Linked DNA regions of Zea mays: region 1 is linked to region 2. A link is a contact called in public Hi-C data. All regions are on one chromosome and are shown on one strand. Each heading gives the region's core, a stretch centred on a gene start, on an enhancer-like site or on the middle of the called end of the contact. The rest is flanking DNA. Distances are from core to core; before and after follow the strand shown. Region 1 has its middle 20 kb from the start of LOC103651876. Region 2 holds the start of LOC103649954 (protein TPR1).

Region 1 (4,133 bases), core at 547-3,046, 51 kb after region 2:
GTCGGCGCGACATAGAGACGTCAATGATGGCGCCGATGCTCTTCGGCACCCACGTCGCCCGCCATAAAGAGCAACCAGGGAAGCCTAGACGACTGAGGCACATACGGACAAACATAACTTTACCAAGTTCGAACACCCCAGTGTACCACAACAGAGTAGCTCCTTCCTTGGGAAGCTACCGGTATTCGACTCCCACCTTGGCCTAGAAACAGGAGGAGGTCGCCAAAACATAGAAGACGAAGGGGACACACATACATACATGCACAAGGATGACGAGACCAGAAGACCCAGAGGCCGAAGCCAAGGAGCGAGCCACCATGACGTCTAAGGCTTGGCATAGAGCACCATTCCCGTAGACTTTAGGTCTAGCCACACATAAGAGACTTGGGAGCTCCTCCTTCTCTCGCCCGCTTGTAACCCCTACTACAAACATTGAGCAACCAGGTGTCGGTAGCGCGATGTAGGGATGTTCTTCCTGAACCAGTATAAATATTGCACCCACTGAGCGCACCATTCAGACCACATAACACACACAAATTTACTTATCGGAACTGGCTCGAAACACCGACAAACCAACAGCTAATACATAATGTGTATCTCCATCTTTCGATGAGGTGTGCAACGCTTTGGGCTTGGAGCCTAGCAATTGCATGAAAATTGGAAATTAAAAATAAATATGTCATAATAAATCAATCGTAAGGTTTGTAGAGTCTTGCAAGTGGTATATGTTTCCCAAAAAATGCTTGGCAGGGCAGTTTCGCTATGCGAGCTGATAATTCGACACGTGTTAAGCACATTAGTTGGCATGCCAGTCAAAACATCGTGTGACCGTCATGTCACACTCCTTCGAATCGTGTGGTTTGTGCAACGCTTCGGGTTCGGGTTCCACACCCAACAATTGAGAGAGAGAAAAGACGACTTAGAGAGAGAGAAAAAAAAGTGGGCTTTAAGAACAAGACCTATCTTTAATACTTACAATAATTGTTATTCAGACATTGTGGCTTGACTAAACTTTATTCAGGATAATTAAACATCCCTTATGCATGTACAACTATGAGACGGTCGATCGGGTTTTCAAATAGAAGAGACAGTTGATAGATTGCATAATATAACTCTAAGCTCTTGTACTATTAATGTAGTTAAGAGACAATATGTATGAAAAATTGTGTAGAGACGGACTCTTCATAAACAGCTTGTTTAATATATTTTTTCAATTAATTTCTAAAGACCTGTTAAGAAAACTCATCATAGTATTAGATAAGGTGGTACATAGCATTACATAAGCCAGGCAAGCCGTAGATGTGTAGATGCTTCCTCGGCAAGTTGCGAGCTCGTGCGCGGGTGTGCCTGCCGGTGCAGCCCAGAATAAAAAGGCAACGCCCACATCTTTTTCCTGCGCTCGGCTGCTCCCATAAAAGCAGGGGTCGGCATGTGGAGCCTACAGAAAAGTCGCCAATCAAGAAAGGAAGCGTAAGCTACCCCCGAGTCCAACCCATCCCATCCCATCCCATCCCATCTCCTCGTCGTCCCTCTCATGCTGGCTGCGTCGCGTCTACCGAAAAAAAAAATAGAAGAACTCGCGCAACGCGAACGGCAAGCGAAGCGCGCGGTCGAGGCACGAAGCGCGCGACCCCCACCCCGCAGGCAGGAGAACCCGCGCGGCATCGCGTCCGCGTCTCGCCGTCCGCGGCGGGCAGACGCACGAGAAGGAGACGCGGGCCAGGGAGCGAGCGAGCGGGCGAGAGGGTGGAGACGAGATGAGAGAAGCGAGGCCGACAGCGATGGGTCTGTGGCGCCATCCCGGGGGGCCCGGGCCGGCCAGCCGTGTCGGCCTCTGCACAGAGGTGGTGCTGGATCTCTCTAGAAACCACGGGGCCGGGGACATCTCGCGGGACGCGCGCGCGAGCGGCGAGCTGGAACCGACGCGAGGACGTCTCGTCGTGCTATCCTCGGCGAGAGGAGGAAACAGGGACGAGATAGGCAGAGTGAGAGAGAGGGTCAATTACGTGTTTTGTGCTCTCGGGAAAAACCCATATTTGTTGAAATAAAATAAACTCGTTTCGGGTGGGGGTGGGGTGACCGGTGACGAAGTGGACGGGAGATGGAGGAGTGGTCGACACCCATGACACGACAGGAACGAAGCAGCAGCGCCCCTAAGCCAGTAGCAGGGGTCTGGCCTGGCCTGACCTGGCTAGAGTTGAACGGGCACGGCACACACGAGACACGACCAGGTCCGGGCCTGGCTGGCCACCGCACTTGAAGGGTGGTGAAAAGACCGTGAGAGAGAGAGAGAACGGTGCGTGAGAAAAAAAAAGAAGAAGCAGGAGGGAGGGCCACGGACGGGCGGACAACGGGTCACGCGCCTGAAGCGTAGAGATTCCCTTTTGGACGTCCGACAAGAGCTGCCGCGGGAGGGTACAGTCAGCTGCTGCGGTGAGCTTTGAGAGCGGGACATCAGCCCGCCGACCGGAGCCCTTGCTTTATTGCGCCACTTGCGGGGGCACATCTTAGGCGATACGTACTACTTCTAGCTTTTTTTTAAAAAAAAATTTAACCATCTTTTAAAATCATTCTTAAAAACAACGTGAGTAGTTTTGAAACTAGTCTATTTGACCGCTTTAACTTCTCTTACGCTGCCAAACAACATAGAGCCTGGTTTAGTTTTTTTTTCTGACGAGCTTTTCTGAGAATCTAGCGCGATGTGGCCATAAATGTGTGGTTCTACGGACGCCTAAACTACCACTATAGGAGGAGGTTAGCCAAATGCTGACACGTGTCGTGACTTTGCCCTCATAATAAATATCATATTAAAATTATCCTACACACTCACAAATTAACTCTGCATCGATGTTGATTAGAGTAAAAGGTGGCACAATAAAACATTTAGTTTACTCTATCAAAGTCCTCTGAAGCATTTAGTTGTTACCTAGGTATTTCGATGCTTTCATCAGACGACATAGCATCGGATACGTCTGGTGCATGTTGATTTGAAGTGTAAAGATTACATGCTCTTTGAGTTCCCAATCTGATATGGTATCCGATGCCACATCGAACATGTTATGTGAGCGTTAGAGCGATTTGTATAGATTTACACGCATGCTCTCTAATCCCGTGATATTCGGTGTTGCACCAGACACGTTCAGTGATCCATGTTCGACAATAACAATAAAAACCTTTTAGCCACAAGCAAGTAGGGGTATGCTAGAGTTCAAAACCTAAGAGAACTCACAAATCAAGGTTCGAGCATATGGATAATTGTTTTCCGCGCACTCCTATTCAAGGCTAAATCCTTGGGTATATATCATCCTTAGAAGGCTCATTTTACTGTCTCTTCTCATGTCAACTTCAGTCTCCCTCTTCCTCTCTTCCCATTGCCATCACACCTTAGGATCCCACTAACCACTATGCATTGGTGCCTCTGTAGGTCTCTATTGGACATATCCAAACTATCTCAACCGATGTTAGATAATCTTTTAATGAATTCGTGATACCCCTAGCCTATCACATATAATATCATTCTAGATTTGATCCCTTATTGTATGGCCACAAATCCAACACAACATATGCATTTTTGCAATACTTATTTGCTAAACATGTTGTCTTGTTATAGGCTAATATTCTCCACCATACAACATAGCAAGTCTAATTGTCGTCCTATAAAACTTATCTTTTAGTTTTTGTGGTATCCTCTTGCCATATAGAACACCAGATACTTGACACCACTTCATCCACACTGCTTTGATTATATGGCAACATCTACAACAATGTCCCTATCTCTCTATAACATCGATCCTAATTACCTAAAGGTGTCTGTTGGTGGTTCTTATGCTAATTAAATTTTACTTTGTAAGCGTACAAAGATAGATGTAGCCTTTCACCAGGAGTCTTCCAGGTATCGTATTTTCTACAAGGAAGCAACATGTTAGAGATAAATTGACTAACTCGATCAAACTTGAAATGAATTGGAGACATAATAAATATACACACTAGTATTTAGACGGGGTAAGTGCAATCCAAAGTTAGGAAAGCTAGGTATATGATGAAGAAATTGATAGGGACCATAGCATTAGTAACTAGGAAAAAGTTGTTTGGGAGGACACTGAGCAATATAAAGATCCAAAGTAAACTTATTG
Region 2 (4,567 bases), core at 1-2,500:
AAGTTCATGGCATTTATTGTGAAAAAGATCAGAAGCCACAAAGTACAGTTCTGACTAACCAACCGTGTGTTTTCTTCGATGCAAAAATTTGGAGCAAGCAGAGCAGAGTGCAGAACACATTGAAAACAGAACGTCCTACAAGTTCCAATTGCCTGGTTGAAATGACGTAATCCAGCAACATTACCGTCTAGTGCGTCGTTTACTGATTATTACCCGCAGGACACGACAAGGGGACCAAAGCGCCAGTACACCAAACAGAGTATTGATTTATAAAACTAATAACACGAGATTCATTTGTTCGACGAAATTAAGTGAACCGACAGAGAAGAGGAAGCCCAGTGGACACAAGAACCAGCGATGGGTGTAGTGACCCGCACATGCAAGCTCTATATTCCAAATGCGCCCCTGAATTTTTCCGGAATATAAAAAAAGTTGAGACCTTGAAAATCGATTTTTGGCCTGATTAAATAAAAACATCGACTGTCACGGAGAAAAGCACGAGGGGGGATAAAATGTCTTTTGACCTAAATAGCCCCCAAACTTCCATGTTATTACACGGTTCCTAACAAATCGAACGAAGCTTGAAAAAACTTATTTTTTCCAGCAGCAACTCGTCGAATCCCAGAAAGGAAAAGAAACGACTTAAAAAAAAACAGAGCCGCGTCTGGCCGGATTCATGAGAAAAAAAAAAAGCGGAAACAGGCTGCGCGACAAATCAAATCCCCTAGAGCGTAGAGGAGCCTGATCTCCAACCACTCACCAACCCAAGGTAACCACCGGCCGCGCAAAGAGAGGGGAGGGTGTACGCACTTGTGCACGGTCTCCTTGAACTTCTCCTCGTCGAGGAACTGCAGGATGAGGAAGACGAGCTCGCGGCTGAGCGACGACATGGCAGCGGCGGCGGTAAGCCGGCCAGTGGTCGATCCGCGCGCCCCGGAGCTTGTCTGGCGCCCCCGGGTCCGGAGGGCGCGGTCCTGGTGGCTTGGCCGCTCAGGCGGGCGCGAATCCTAGGGTTCCGTCGTCGGCCCGTCTCTCGCGAAGCGAAGCGGAGGCGAGAGAGAAGCGGAGATGTGGAAGAGAAGGTTGGGGGAGAGAGAGAAGCTATGGTCTCGCTTTCTTCGATGCGTTGCAGACCTCTCGCCCTTTTCTCTCTCCCCACGCCACCCAGCACTGGCTTATCTGTGAGAAGCACATGTCCTTATTGATAAGTGGGTAAGCTTATTGATATCTGCACGTACTTATATGATAGGTCGAGTGCGGCGGAATCGAAAGGGCTGGGATTAAATCGGATGGATATTCGTGAGCTGGCGTCCGGTTGTGAGGGCGACGTGCGCGCGAGACATCGCCTCGCGAGACAGGGGAAGGGCGGTGCTGGGGCTGCCGAGACGAGACGACACGAGACTGGCTTGCGTTTCCATGCGTGGTTGGTTGCGGACTGCAGGAAGGCAGTTTACATCCATCGCGCGTCTTCTCGGATCAGCAGCGTGCCAGTGGGAAAACAGTGGCGCACGGCACCGACTGAAGGAGATGAGGGCAGGTACATCCTAGAGACACTACAACGATTTTCTAATACAACACGATGCTAAGTGACTATACCATAGTTTTAAACCTCTGGATCATAAATATAATTAAAAGACAATAAATATAAAAAAATTGTGAAGATACGTGAAGAGTTTGCCTCTTTATTTTTTTACTTAAGTCTCTAAAGACTCTTTAAAAAGCATCTAATAAAATTGTACATGTCCTAACTAAGTGCAGGTTCACGTGCCCTGGGATCAATAGGCAGTTGTCTGTGTGTGCGGTATAATTGTCCATGTTGTGATGTAAAGACTTTTTTCTCTATAAGTTGATATGTTTAAGTTTACTATAAATATTTACTATAAAAATATCTTAGTACTTATTATATATTATAAATATTACTCTCTTATTCTTCTTTATAGAGGTTTTGTCTTTTAACATATACGACTTATATATATATATATATATATATATATATATATATATATATATATATATAGACGTATTTTTGTAACCAGGTGCATAGTAACTATAAAATCCAAAATAATCCATATTTTAACAACCTTCTTGTTGGAGACTTGTTCTCAAATGCTATGAGTTAAAAACAAGGCAACACAAAAAATGTTAAACGTTAAAGTCCTTCGTCCTTCGAAGCATTATTTCCCTTGGGACATAATGATTTTCGGACGAAGGTTATGAAGGACATACCTTCATAAGCACAAGATATAATAATAAAGAAGAAATCATATGAAGTGTAAGAGATAACATAAACAATTATGTATTGTTATCAACTCATTTCTATTTTATTATTATGGAAAAATGGAAATGATATCAAATTACAAATGTACCTTCGGCTTGAAAGAAGGTAAGAGTACAAGTGTGACGCAAAAGCAAATGTCAAGTCAGCGTGAACAGTACGGGAGCACTGTTCATCTATTTATAGGCATGGGACGCAGCCCATGTAAAACTACACCCATGTCCTTTACATTTACTAATGACTCTATAGTAACCTATCGAGGTCTGAATAGCCTTTTCCTTTTTAAGTCGGTTTCCTTTTCTGCTATAGTGCCGAAGCTCTCCTGCACATGGCTTCGGCTCTACGCCAACCTTCATGTTCTTTGTGCTTCTTCATACTGTGGATCTGATCCGAGTCCGAAGATACCTGTTCATGTATTATACTCCAAGAACATTGTTAAATCATGTTTTTGAGGACCTTCGGAAGCCGAAGGCCCCCAACAGTAGCCCCTCGCAATATTAATTTGTTAGAATGATAAATTCAGATTGCGATATGGACGAAGGCCCTAAGTCGAAGGTCCGAAAAACACCTTCCCTTTGCTAGAATAGCAACAGTCAATGACAAGTGGGGCCCTCCAGCTTGCAACGCACTAGGCGTATAAATAAGAGCACACCACGAGCTCATTTGGCACGCTTTTTGCCATCTGCTCTGCTTGCTCAATTTTTAGCTCTTGCCTACCAACGCTTGCTTGGCTTTTTAGATTTTCTAAGCTTCAGCTTTAAGAGCGCTTTTTCACCATTTCCGAAGAGAAGATGTCTCAAGATAAGAAAGTTATTGCTGAAACGAAGCTGAGCGAAGATGAGAAGCTTCTTAAGGAAAAAACCGCTGGATTCATCGAGTCAATTGCAAAGACCAACACAGAAAAGATTACAAAAGAAATTCTAGAAGGCTTATCTGAAGATACCGATGACAGCGATAGTTATGATGTGGAAAGTGGGGGCGAAGACTCCGAAGATCGGCAGTGGCGACCAAGTCACGCAGTCTTCGGAAAATCGACTATCAGGCAAAGTCATCTTGATAACATGAGCGGAAGATATTTTCGAGACATATCCATCGTGAGGGCTGACAACGGAGACATGACTGACCCTGTTCCTGAAGAGAATGAAGTCGTAATCTACCGAAGCTTCTTCAAGGCTGGTCTCCGGTTCCCCTTAAGCAGTTTCATGGTTGAAGTTTTAAAGATATACCAGATTTTTCTTCACCAGATTACTCCCAAAGCCATCATAAGAATGGGAATCTTCGTGTGGGCTGTGAGGAGTCAGGGTTTGGAACCAAGTGCAAAAGGTTTCTGCAGTATGCACGAACTTTTATATGAGACGAAGCCCTGGGGTAAGGAGCAGTATCACAACAATTTTAGCTGCTACAGCTTCGTTGCTCGTTCAGGCTCAATCTGCCCAGTGCCAACCTTTCGGAAGAGGTGGCCTGGAGACTGGATGAAAGAATGGTTCTATATGAAAAATGATTTAAAGGCGAGAGAAGATATTAAAGAGATCATCATGCGCCCCATCTGGTCCCGCTTCGGCCTTCGGAAACTGAAGGTAGAAATTGATGAAGCAGCTGAAGAATGTCGAAGGGCCTTTGGCATAGTTTGTTCTTTCATCGGGACAAGGGACTTAGTCCAAGAGCACGTGGCCTACAGAATATGGCCATTGGTAGTCAATCGGGAGATGCCAAAAGAAACCATCAGCAACCCCAATGAAGGTGGTTTGGTTCGACTGAAATATACCTTCAGGTTTGAAGACCAATTTATCGAACCAGACGATGATTGGCTGAAGTGCATCGAAGCTACAAGTGATGAACTGCTTGGGCCGTACTCCAAAGCGGAAGATAATGCGTTATCTGCAGCCTTCGGAAGCCGGAAGAAGAAAAGGCTAAACAGAGTTTTTGATGCTATTGGGTTCATGTACCCTGACTACCGCTACCCGTCACGGGGGCAGAAAAGAAAAAGTGCAACTTCTGGGAAGGATGATGCTTCAGCTGCTCCAAACGAGCCCGCGCCGAAGAGGAAAAAGGTGAAGGTTCTTACTCACCGGCCGCGATATATTGAGCCGGTCGTGGTGCCCAAATTTGGCGGTGAGACCTCTTCGGCTATTGAAGCCAAAGAACCTGCGCCTACGCAGAAGATTGAAGAGTCGGCTGCAATGCCGAAGACATCCTCAGCCGAATTAGTTGAGCCAAAGGCCGATAATATTAAAAAGATAGTAGTCAAAGGAACAAGGATATTAGAAGTTACAAGCCCTTCGGCAGAAGTGA

What was found. A called contact is a pair of places that touch in the nucleus more often than the background predicts.
Region 1: a contact with region 2 is called in a Hi-C map of root tip, with 6 times the contacts expected there. The contact joins the enhancer-like site here to the promoter of LOC103649954 in region 2. A contact is called at or near these places in 11 of 25 Hi-C or Micro-C datasets (bundle sheath, ear, endosperm and 4 more) and 2 of 3 datasets of contacts at active chromatin or transcription factors (leaf and seedling).

Annotation. Positions count from the first base shown.
Region 1 is chr3:36,043,250-36,047,382 of Zm-B73-REFERENCE-NAM-5.0, forward strand. No RefSeq gene overlaps it. Among protein-coding and RNA genes, the nearest start is that of LOC103651876, 20 kb to the right of the region's middle. Within about 2 kb of position 1,797, at least 18 of the 20 cell types and tissues checked have an H3K27ac peak or open chromatin away from gene starts, as enhancers often do. A contact at or near this core is called in bundle sheath, ear, endosperm and 5 more, where this site is marked.
Region 2 is chr3:35,992,973-35,997,539 of Zm-B73-REFERENCE-NAM-5.0, forward strand. It overlaps LOC103649954 (protein TPR1), which reads right to left and starts at 1,251. Exons shown (of 25, transcript XM_008675649.3): 1 at 811-1,251. The coding sequence starts at 890.